Linked DNA regions of Anas platyrhynchos: region 2 is linked to region 1. Evidence: chromatin contacts called from public Hi-C data. All regions are on one chromosome and are shown on one strand. The core of a region is the stretch at or near the end of the contact, and the rest is flanking DNA. Distances in the headings are between cores, read along the strand shown. Region 1 overlaps ARHGAP26 (Rho GTPase activating protein 26). Region 2 overlaps ARHGAP26 (Rho GTPase activating protein 26).

The links. Hi-C and Micro-C count contacts between places; a contact is called where the count stands out from the background.
Region 2: a Hi-C map of subcutaneous adipose tissue shows a contact between it and region 1, with 2.1 times the contacts expected there. The contact joins two enhancer-like sites. A contact is called at or near these places in 3 of 8 Hi-C or Micro-C datasets (liver, skeletal muscle and subcutaneous adipose tissue).

Annotation. Positions count from the first base shown.
Region 1 is chr14:1,204,225-1,207,124 of IASCAAS_PekinDuck_T2T, reverse strand. The region is part of intron 20 of ARHGAP26 (Rho GTPase activating protein 26); the gene reads left to right. Among named protein-coding and RNA genes, the nearest start is that of NR3C1, 93 kb to the right of the region's middle. Within about 2 kb of position 1,369, at least 1 of the 8 cell types and tissues checked has an H3K27ac peak or open chromatin away from gene starts, as enhancers often do. A contact at or near this core is called in subcutaneous adipose tissue, where this site is marked.
Region 2 is chr14:1,271,404-1,274,303 of IASCAAS_PekinDuck_T2T, reverse strand. All of the region lies in intron 11 of ARHGAP26 (Rho GTPase activating protein 26), which reads left to right. Among named protein-coding and RNA genes, the nearest start is that of ARHGAP26, 36 kb to the left of the region's middle. Within about 2 kb of position 1,548, at least 3 of the 8 cell types and tissues checked have an H3K27ac peak or open chromatin away from gene starts, as enhancers often do. A contact at or near this core is called in subcutaneous adipose tissue, where this site is marked.

The DNA of each region.
Region 1 (2,900 bases), core at 120-2,619:
GTCAGGAGGTGCAGGCTGCGCCATGGCTCCAAAATGAAAAAAGGAAACACAGATTGAGGTCAAACCGGGCAGGGGCCGGCAGGGGGAACGCCCGCACATCCCCGCGGGCACGGGCTGGCTCGGGGCTGCAGCTCGGGGCTGGCTGCGGGTCACTGCCCGTGCCCGGGGACACACCACAAGGGTGGCACCACCCGGGGACAGGGGCAGGCGGCTGCCGTGCCGTGTCCGCCCGTCCGTCCGTCCGTCCGTCCTCCATCCGGGGGGGAGAAGCGAGCCCTTAACCTGCGTGACCTCTGCAGTTCCTCTCTCGTGCTCGCTCGCAGTTGTTTTGCAGAGGCTTTTGTGGCTCCGCTTTCTTCTGCTGCCGTTGTTTATATTCGCAAAGAATAATGGCAACTGGAGGTGCAGAAGGCACCGGGGCGGGTCCCACCCTCATCCTGCCTTCCTGTCAGCCACTTGGGGACCGTCTCTCTGAATGGCATCTCCGGGGCTTTTGTTTGAGCAATTTTCTTCTCAGTCAAGCAGAGCTGTCCCTGAGGAACCCGTGTGCTTACCCGCTCTCCCCCAGCCTGGCATTCAATGGTAGCTCATCGTGAAAAGCTGTATCTAAATTTAGTTTTAAGATACTGGACCTGTCCTGTCTGTGGTCGTGGGCTGAGACTGGGCTCTTACACTTGGCCTGCCTGGTCCCCACGGGGCTGTGGTGGCACGGAGCTGCTGTCCCAGCAGCTGCTCGCAGCGCGTCCATCCAGGCAGTGCCACGGCGCGCAATTATCGCAGCTCTCCTCCCTCAGCACCTCCTGGCACGGCTCGTGTCTCTTGTCAGAGTTGTGAGGTACCACCACGCTGCTCCTGGGTGGGGGAAGAGCCCATGGGGAGGCTGCTCATGGCCCTGCAGATGAGCTGCTGGGGGAGGAAGGCTCTCCGAGGCGGGCACTGCCTGGCCCTGCGGGTACCCGGCGGGACGGCAGAAGCACACATACAGCATCTGGTACAGGTCTGGGGTGAAGTGAGCCCAAACGAGCATTGGTCCCCTTCTGTTTGGGGTCATGGGAAGTACTACAACACGAGGAGAGCGAGGCTAGGGACGAGGTGTCCGTGGAGGCTCACCGGGTGGCACCGTGGGTGGGCCCTGACCTGGCCGGGGCTGGCACGGAGCCCCGCTGAGCAGCAGCACCGTGCGCCCTGCTTCGTCCTCCGCAGCTGCACCGGTGCCAGCAGCACTGCCCTGTGCCCACCCCGTGTCTGTGTGTTGGGCAGGGGATTTGGGCAGGCGGCCCCAGGGGCACAGTGCTGCGTGGCTCGGCCATGGGGTCGGCCTGGGCTCAGGAGGAGCAGGGCTCGTTCACCGCTCCAAGCAGGAACGCGGCTCTCCTGGTGTTCCTGCTTCAGAACAGATCCTCAAGTTCCCAGTCTGCTGCTTGGCTTATTCCAGATGACATAATATTCCAGCTATCTCATGACTTATTTATTTTTTTTGGTTCAGACTGTTATAAGGGTGTCTGTGTGTTTTTCGCAAAGCAGCTTTAACTTGGGAGTCCCGGACTCTGCCTGCAGTTCGGAGCTCCATAAGCTGCAGTGATTCAAGGGTCTGGCAAACATCTTCAAACCCGGTTCATGAAAAATACAAGCAGTATACTCAGTAGGCTCCACAGATAAATGTGGGGGAGGCCCAGTTGCTGATGGCAATACGATTTAGAACTTGCATGTATCTAATTCACACGCACGCATGTGTATTTATCTGTATGTATTTCATAATTCTTTCCTAGGTTGTGTTTAAATAATCCTGGATTTATTTTAGAAGCATTTGTGCGCTTCCATGAGGTATTTTCAGATACGTGTAAAAGAAAGATGCCTGTAGGCCACAAGAGCAGTCATCTTGTTCTGGGAGGGCAGAGGGAAATTACAAACTTTCGTTTGAGGAGGGATATTTACGGCTGCTTGGTCGAGAGGAAAAGTCCAGCGCTGAAAGGCCGCCAGCTTTCCCAGCATCTCTGCTCCGTGGGCTTGTTGCTTTGGGCTTGCAGGAGGAAAAGGTCGAAGATGGATGGTTTATCTGTTTTTCTGCTGTGTGGGCTTTTCATTTGCCCAAGACTTTGGCATAACAACTTTTCAGAGCTTTAGCTCTTTCAGTTTTCAGTTGGCTCCTGGACTAGAAACTTTCCACAAATTGAACTTGAAAATTTGTCCAAATGTTCTTACAAAGAAAGTCTCCAGTTTTGTGGCTAGCCCCATGTGAACCATCAGTCATACGTCAAAATATTTTCTGCATGGTCATCCATTACAGCAAAGATGATCTGTCGGGTCAAGCCTCCTTTTCGCTAATGCACGCAGAAACCTGCCTTCCTTTGCTCAGCAGGAATGAAGTATGTGGTTGCTTTGAATCCACAGCTTTGGAGTTAACTGGAGCCTGCTCCTGGGGACGTTACTGCCTGTGCAGGGCGTGCAGGCCCTCGCAGATGGACGGACAGACAGACAGACAGACAGACAGCCTCTTCACAGGCTCCTCTCCCCAGGCCTCTCTGCAGCTCTTTCCAACCTCCCTCCTGCTCTCCGCAGCTTTTTGCAGAGCTGCCTCCCAGGAGACTTTTCAGAAGTTTCTGCTTTTGAACTGCGCTGCTCTGTTTATGTGATTTGCTCTGGGAACATCTAAGGGTGCTTCTCGCAAACTGAATTAAATTAGAATTGTACAACTCCCTCCAAGAGATCTAAAAAAGTGCCTTTGACTTCAGCATCACATATGCTTAAAAGACAGCTTTCTTGAAAGCCTGGGGAAGAAAATACAGACATTGCACTTTCATTGCTTTCTTAATTCATATAATTAGTGTGGAGATAGCTGCATAGCTGTATTTTCTTCAAAGAAACTGCCTCAGACAAATATTGGCTAATGGAAATTTTAC
Region 2 (2,900 bases), core at 299-2,798, 67 kb before region 1:
CGTGCATGGGATCTGAGCAGTGCTGTTCTGCTGCTTGCATCGTGCTGCCCTTTGCTTGGTTTGTTTTGTTTTGCTTTTGGTTCTTTGAAGCAATACAAGTGCATAAAAATGCAGCTAGCATTTCACCTAGGAGTTGGTTTTGTTTGTGCTGTAAAGCCAAGGGCACCATCAGCTGGGGACCGGCAGCTTCCAGCTCGGGTCTCGTGCCCTCACAGGGAGTTGGTGAGCAATGGAGACACGCAAACAGGGCTTTCTCCTTTCCTTCTCTGCTCCCCTTACCTTCAGTTCCTTTATGTGTTCTGCACATTTGCAAAGGCAGACAGAGAACAAATCCCTTTCGTGCTGTGGGAGGCTGAAGGCTGGTAACTCAGCAAGGCAGCACTGCTGAGGCTGCTGGGTTTGGTCCTGGGACCTGCCCGAAGTTGGACCCGTCGCAGTGGCACTCACTTGACTCAGTCCTTGTGCCACGAGTCTCCATCCTCCAGAAAGCAAACAAGGTTTTTGCTCCCATTCTGGAAAGCCGTTCCAGGACCTCACTGCTCTGGGGTCCACAAACCATCTCTTGGTCCCCCGCTCTCCCAGGTGCAGGCCTGGCTGCTGCTGTGTGTGAGGACACCGGGCTGCGTGGTCGTGGGGCTGCGTGGAGCTGCTGAGCCGTGGGGACACGTCGAGCAGTAGCTGCGGTGTCCGTGTTTTCTGCTGGGTGCTGAGACGCCGTGTTCATGTTCCCAAACAGGGGCTGGGCCCGGCTGGAGTTGCGATGCTGTTTGTCAGCGCTGGGAACTCAGGAAGTTCAGAAGTGGTTACTGCTGAATTAATGAAAGCCCGGAGGGCAAGATCCACAAAGGCTCTCTTAAATGACATTTGAGATATTGCAGAGACACTGAAACTCTCTTAAGGCCTTCCCTAGGTGCCGAAGGTCTGTCGACACTGGCAGCCCTTTGCCAATAGCTCTCTTTCGTGTAGATGTGCCAATCCTTTGCTCGGGTAAGGAGTACCCTCTGCCCAATTCCTGGTGACCACTGCAGCACCATACTTCATATGTCTTGTCCTGAGTTTCTCTTCCTCCATTTGAGCCCAGGCCAAACACTTTAACCTTCAGATGAAACCTGTCTCCCATCTGTAGGTCATTGCCTGGAGTTTGTGATGTGCCTGTAGCTTTATAGCCTAATGAAATAAGGTGCGTGTGGGGTTGGTACGTCTGAGCTGTGAGCCCACATGAGCCCCCACAGCCTTCCCTCGGGGGGGTCTGATGCTGCCGGGTGCTGCGGGCTTGCAGTCAGTGGCAGTACTGGGTGAGCAGACACATTGGGGCATCATGAAGGACTTGTTATCCTTTCTGCAGCACCCTATGGGGCTTCTGACCGCGTCCTGGTGGCTGTGCCCCCCCAGTGCCCCAGGAAGCCTGGTGGCCAGGTGGTGTGGTCAGTGCTTGGGCATTCGGTGTCACTGGGCTCCTTTCTTCAAACATCCTCCAGTGCTGCAAGCGTGGGGACGGCACAAAATGGAGCAGGGCAGGCATGGGGACGCCGTGCGGGCGCCCTCCACTAGATGGCAAGCTGAGACCAGCCCGCTCAGTGCACTTGTGCCCTGCCAGGGCAAGGGCAGCCCGTGTGGGTGGGGGGCTGCGGGTCTGGGGGTGCCCAGAACGGGCTGCCCTGTGCCTGTGCCCCAGCTCTCGGGCAGGGCAGTTCCTGCTGCATGGGGCAGGGAAAACAAACGCTTCCCAGGTCTGCCCCCAGAGCTTGGCATGGCCCCAAATGAAAAACTCGTCCCTCTCCCGTTGCTCTGTCCTTCCTCTGCTGCTCCCCTGAGAGAAGCAGCCGATGGTTTTGGGGGCAGGCGGCGTTTGGTTGCACTGAGCGGGGCTGAGCTCAGATCTTCAAAACGTGCATGGCCTGGCATTGCCCCCCCAGGCACCGAGGGTCCTTCCCCTCGCCGCCTCCATCATGCAGGCCTGCTCGGGTTGCCATGGTGACCATGGCTGCCATCTCCTGGCCCTGGGTGTCCTGGGGGGCCCAGGCCTGGGCTGCCTGTGAGCTGAGGCTGTGCCAGGAGGCCTGCGGTGGGGGGCCGGGCAGCCTGCCATGGCGGGGCCCGTGTCCTCCTCAGGGCCAGCCCACAGTGGTGGTTGGGTTGGGTTGGTGGCAGTATCAGCAGGGAAATAACCTGTAACGGGCAGTGGGGCTGCTGGGCAGCCACGTTCAGCCCCGCCGGGAGCTCCCGTGGCCCGGTGTGCCCATGGCACGGTGCTGGGAGAGGCGTCTGCAGCAGCCCTGCCCCTGGTCCCAGCCCTCGGCCTCGCTCCCTGTCTGACAGCTGCTCGGCGGCACTGGGGCTGGTTCAGTATTTCTGCTCGGGAAACGCAACGTGGTGTTTTTATAGCAAACCCCAGCGTAACAACAAAGCCCAGCCTCGCGTTCCTGCCCAATACGCGGCACCCTCTCCCGCCTCCACCTCAGATATGGCTTCTGGGAATTCTTTCTGAAATTGTTTTTCATTTTCCTTGTCTAATTATGCAAAATGGTGAGAGATTAATTTCCCAGTGGAAATGATGTCTTTTGAACTCAATCCAGTGCTTTCAACCTCGGCATTCCTGTCATTTTGGCTCATTCAAAAAATAAATTAACTTGAAGGACTTCGGTTGCAACCCCCAAGACACCACGGAGGGACGGCTGGATACCTACCAACCGCACGAATTCCCAACCTTCTCGTATTCCATCATAACGAACTGGAAGCTGCAAATCTGCTCTATCATTTTAATTCATTTCATCTCCAACTCCTTGGAGGTCACTTGCCTCTTCTCTGTCGGTTTGTGTACCGTGCTCATTAGCTCTGGATCCGTTTCCAGCAATGTTTGGAAAACCGTCAGTGATGGAGGTGGGGGCAGCGTTTCCACC